2 separate regions of the Mus musculus genome follow, and region 1 is linked to region 2. The links are chromatin contacts, called in public ChIA-PET maps. All regions are on one chromosome and are shown on one strand. Each heading gives the region's core, a stretch centred on a gene start, on an enhancer-like site or on the middle of the called end of the contact. The rest is flanking DNA. Distances are from core to core; before and after follow the strand shown.

Region 1 (2,700 bases), core at 163-2,662, 280 kb before region 2:
GAGGTGGTTTGAATACACTTGGCATAGGGAGTGGCACTATCTGGAAGTGTGGCCTTGTTGGAGTGGGTGTGTCACTGTGGGCTTGAGCTTTATGACCTCCATCCTAGCTACTTGGAAGCCAGTCTTCTGCTAGCTATCTTCAGAACAAGAGGTGGAATTCTTAGCTCCTCCAGCCCCACGGACACTGCCACGTTCCTGCCTTGATGATGATAGACCGAACTTCTGAATCCGTAAACCAGCCCCAAATAAAAGTTGTCCTTATAAGAGTTGCCTTAGCCGGGCAGTGGCGGTGTACACCTTTAATCCCAGCACTTGGGAGCAGAGGCAGGCGGATTTTTGAGTTCCAGGATAGCCTGGTCTACAGAGTGAGTTCCAGGACAGCCAGGGCTACACAAAGAAACCCTGTCTCGAAAAACCAAAAAGTAAAAAGTTGCTTTGGTCAAGGTGTCTGTTCACAGAAGTAAAAACCTAACTTAAATATTAGATACCCCCTAAATACTCGAAAGCACTGCGAAGCTAACAATACAGGCTGGGAGATGCCAATGCAGTAATTTTATAAGATAAAAGAATAGAAAATCTCTAAGGAAAATTCTAAAGATGTATTTTTCAGACTACAAAGGGGCAAATGAGGTGAGGGAGTCTTTTCGGTGAGCTCCTCGGTGGATTCTGCAAAGTTCTCCACGATCAGCTCTGACAGAGCCTGGAGCTGGGTTTGTTTATCCAACCAGACAGGGGACATTCAGCCTTTCTCCACCACCTGCCCGGAAGCAGGGCAGGACTCAGAAAACAGTGGGATCAATAACTGACAGTGAACAAATTGTTGTTAACTATCTAACAGACTAATTTAGTGATCACTCAGACAATGGGAGCTTTTAGTCTTTTGTTGGAGATGTGGGTGTGCATGAAGAAACAAGCAAACACACGCTCTCTTGACTATGTAAAAAGCTTCATCCACATATCTAACAGCCAGCCACATTTCAGAGACTAACGCTGTCTAGGCAGAGGTGTGATCTCTGCTGCATGATTGTAAACTTTTACTTATATCAAGTATAAACCAAAACAGATGCTGAGTGCTGGAAGAAAAGGTAAACATAAAAATGGCAACCAATTACTTAGAAGAAGTTTATTTTCTTAAAGGAAGAAAATGGAGCCGCATAGTATCGCTTTAGTAAAAATAATTCAGCATGGCAGATGTTCTCTTTTGTAAAGGGCAGCAGCAGAGATGGCTGAATCAAACTCATCAGGATAAGAAGGTGCTTCTATGCTTTATGGCATCAAATGTCACACATCCACACACAAGCTAACACTACCTAGGTCACAGAAACACTTCCAAAGGTCTTAGTAGCTTAGCAACCCGGAATTCACAGAGCTCACAGTTCAAAGTTGTTATATGCAGCATGTGGTGACTCACACCTCGAATGCAACGTTTGGGTGACTGAGATAAGAGGCTAGCACAGGCAGCCTAGACAACTGCAGAGCAGATGGGGATGTGCAGTGGAACTCTGCCTTAACATGCAAAAGAAATCAGCCAATAAGCAAACAAAAAGACTGAGTTCCATAGATACTGTCAGAGCAGAGCGCAAGACAACAACAAAGCACAAAAGGACAAGTGAGCTACTTCAATCAGAGACAAGATTCAAAATAAGAAGCTAGAGAAAGCTGGAGGCAGCAAAGATGAGAAAGCTGAAGAGCCCAGATGAAATCAGACACAAGAGGCAGCAAGACAAAGGTTATTACTAGGTACAAAGAGCTCTCCCCTCTCTCAAAGGTGTAAGAGTGAATACAAGCAAGTACTACAAAGGTCCACAAACCCAAACCACAACCTCAAAACCACTGCACAAATGGACAGGGTCTAGCAAGGCGCTAACAGTAGCATTAAAAATGTTAAAATAGTGACTATTATTCGGGCCTTTCATACTGTACCAACAATTATGTACTTGTTGGTTCTAAGACATCAGTTGGGAGGACAAACCCCAGGTCACCAGGTTTGGTGGCAAGGGCCTTTTCCCACTGAACAATACCTCCAGACCACTGCCCTGCAATTTTAAAGCCATCTCTCTTTCTTACACACACACACACACACACACACACACACACACACACACACACGCTAAAAATATATGAGGCATTTTACCCAATATAAATCAAATGCCAAGCCAGTAAACAAACTGCAAATGATTGAAATTTTGGAACTAGAGGGATAGCTTGCTGGATAAGAACCCATACTGCTCTTACAGAGGACCCGAGTACGTCATGTGGCTGCAAACCACGCTGAAGTCCATCCCCAGAGGACCCAAGTCCCCTGGCCTCTTAGGATAGCTGTACTCACATGTACATACCTACACACAGACACTAAACACAGAATTTAAAATAATGAGAAGAATCCTCAAGGAAATAAGACTGAAATCTTACCAATTACTCTCTGACTGGCACAAAATTAAATATCACTAACATTCCAAAAAATGAAATTTAGAAAGATGAGACAGGCAGTGGTGGAGCTTGCCCTTAATCCCAGCATTCAGGAGGCAGAGATAGCAGAGACGGGAGAGGGAGGGGGATGGGGAACCTCTATGAGTTCAAGGACAGCCAAGGCTGAGAAACCACAAAAGAAAATTAAAAAAAAAAAAAAAAAAAGTTTAAAATAATTTTGTAAAAGCAAGGAAATGAAAGTGAAAGCAGCAGAAGAAAAAGAAATCTGTG
Region 2 (2,700 bases), core at 54-2,553:
ACAAAGGATCTTTGTACACTCACCAAGAATAAAGTATCTACTTTTTACCTACCATGTTACAAAACCTTACTATTCCTCAACCATACTCTTTTGTCTTCTCTCTTACTCGCCCGATTCTATGAATGCCAGACTGACCAGAACTCAGTGATCCTCCAGCCTCAGCATCCCTAGCGCTACACTTTCATGTGTGCATCTCCATGGCTGGTTCCTTTATGGGGGCGGAGGAGCACCCACGTGCCACACTTTGCTCTGCAAAGACCTTACAACTTGTAGGAGTTGATCCCTCCCTCCACCCTTTTTATCTAGCTTGGATCTTTAGGCTAGGCAGCAAACGTATTTAACCAAAGGAAGAAAATCTCACCCACTCTGTCTTTATCTGGATTGAACGCCAGACCAAGGGCAGAAAAGTGGACCTATCGGTCAGGCTAATCAGCAGACTAGCTGTGGTCTATCCCGAAAGCGAGTCAGCCAAGGAACCACACTGCCTAGGCCAGAACGAACAGGAAGTTTTCTTAAATGCATCTTAAGTCAGTTCACGGCCGGCTAGTAGCCACCCAGGAAACCTGTAGCTCTTGCCTAATTGCGTCGAGGTCTCCTGAGGGCTTCCCAATTATCCAACGGGACTGCTGCAATTTCCTCTACTCTTAGTACCTAACCGACACTCACAGGTCAGGAATATTCCACAGCAGAGATGGGCTGGACCACTCCCGCCCAGTGACGCTCGATTGCGGTCCAGGAGCTACAGCCCCAGCAGGATCTACTAGGGTGTGGCGCTCTGCCTCTTGGGCATCCTTATTTCTGGCCCTTCCATTCTGAGAAAGGATTTAATGAGCATCGGGGGTTTAAGTTGCTCTCCCTCCCTCTGAAACCTTCCACTTAACTACACAGAAAGTACTTTTCTATTCTCCACGGCCGCGATCATCCGTGGTCTGCATTTGCTGTTGTCTGCTTGGGAACCCGGTTACATTGCAACCCTGAAACTCGGTGATCACTGGTGGGGCTCACACCTCCACCCTCCAAGAGCCTGCGTCCTTCCACGAGGCTGACCCGAGTGCTCCCCGGATAGCGGCTCCCGCCCAGGCTAGTGGGTGCACGTGCCCACCGGGTCCCCAAGCGAAGCTAGTAGGAGAGCTGACCCCGGTGGAGACAAGGACCATACCTGGCAGTAGGATCGCTGCAAAGCAAGGAAAGAGGGTGCCGTGGACACCGAGGAGAGCCTTAAGGACAGACGCGAGCGCGACCCTGTACCGGAGCAGCACTAAGCGCCTCCCACTCTGTCTTCCTTTCCTGCTCGTTAAGCCCCGCCCAGTTCTCCCCTTTCGGGCCCGCCCTCCCTCCGCGCCGCCTCCCCATTGGCTCAGCGTGCCATCACTCCAATAGAAGAGCGTGACCGAGGCGGCCGCTCGGCCTGCCCAGACTAGGGGCGAGGGCACGGGGGCGGGGGTTGTCCTGCCTTTCTGGGCCTAGCCTGCTTGGGGCATAGCTGGAATGCCTGGCGAGCCTCCGGCTGGGAACCTGGGGCCCGGCCGAGGGTCTACGGAGCCCGGATGCGGGGCGGGGCGGGGCTGGGCTGCGCGGCGGGCATGAGGGCTTGAGCCCGCCGCACGTACTCCGAGTCTCACACGCACTCGGCGTGGCTGCGGCGCCACACGTCCGGCCCACGACCTTGCTGATGACCTTCGCGGCTCGGCCCTCCAGCCGGCCAACCCCCCACCGGGAGGTTCTGGAGCCCCCGGCGGTGTGGAAACGTTGATGCGCGGCCAGAGGGCCTCACTCCCGCGTGGAATTGGGTGGGGGTGGGGGGGATGAGGGGGAAATGCATGGATACTGCGCCTGCGCACTGAGCGCCCTCGCCGCTGGTCCTGGCTCTCTGGTGCCATCTGCCAAGGTGACCCCGTCCTTTTGTCCTTGCTGTAGTGAGTCTCAGGCCGAGGTAGCCAAGGGAAAGTGACCTTTCCCTTAATATTACCTAATCATTTGTTACTGTGTGGAGGGTACCGAATCCTACTGTCCAGCTCACGCTAATAAGGCAGTACCTTTGTGCTACACCCACCCAGCCACTCCACCCTACTTTAGAACTTTCCTTACTTCTCTGGTGTACTAGCTCAGTGTGGATTTATTCTTCATCCATGTTAATGTTCCTTTGTTTAAAGATCTAATACTTCTTTCCCCTGCTTGTGGCCTCGATGTTCTTGACCTACCAGTTCTTGAGACTCATACTCAAGTCGTCCCGACGCATTTCTCAAAAGTCTAGACTAGTAATATTCCACAATGATGTGACAAACGTCCGGAAGCGCAGGGTGGAGCCATTTCACCCTTCTGATGAAGAAAATAAAGCTGGTGTTTAACCACAGCTGTGGGTAGGCAGAGGCAGGCGGATTTCTGAGTTCAAGGCCTGCCTGGTCTACATAGTGAATTCTAATTCAGATGGGGCATAGTGATGAGACCTTGTCAAAAAAAAAAAAAAAAGAAAGAGAAAGAAAGAAAGAAAGAAAGAAAGAAAGAAAGAAAAGAAAAGAAAAGAGAAAAAGAAAGAAATGAAGAAAAGAGAAAAAATAAAAGTGATGATAGCTAGCCAGTCAGTGCTAATGTGAGCCTTTAATCTACAGAGCTAGTTCCTGAACAGATAAGTTACAAGGAGAAACCCTGTCCAAAAAAAACCAAACAAACAAACCCAAAACCAAACAATATTTTAAAATA

Evidence for each region. ChIA-PET counts read pairs in DNA pulled down with a chosen protein or histone mark.
Region 1: an RNA polymerase II ChIA-PET map of memory CD8 T cells shows a contact between it and region 2, with 46 read pairs. The contact joins the enhancer-like site here to the promoter of Eno1 in region 2. A contact is called at or near these places in 1 of 39 promoter capture datasets (the HPC-7 cell line), 1 of 484 Hi-C or Micro-C datasets (bone marrow-derived macrophages), 10 of 115 datasets of contacts at active chromatin or transcription factors (the NIH/3T3 cell line, the SCID.adh cell line, T-cell acute lymphoblastic leukemia and 4 more) and 2 of 9 other capture datasets (adipose tissue and liver).

The regions. Positions count from the first base shown.
Region 1 is chr4:150,516,328-150,519,027 of GRCm38.p6, reverse strand. The region is part of intron 10 of Rere (arginine glutamic acid dipeptide (RE) repeats); the gene reads right to left. Among named protein-coding and RNA genes, the nearest start is that of Gm52709, 50 kb to the right of the region's middle. Within about 2 kb of position 1,412, at least 85 of the 459 cell types and tissues checked have an H3K27ac peak or open chromatin away from gene starts, as enhancers often do. A contact at or near this core is called in the HPC-7 cell line, the SCID.adh cell line, memory CD8 T cells and 1 more, where this site is marked.
Region 2 is chr4:150,235,800-150,238,499 of GRCm38.p6, reverse strand. Eno1 (enolase 1, alpha non-neuron) reads right to left here and starts at 1,303. Exons shown (of 12, transcript NM_023119.2): 1 at 1,160-1,303.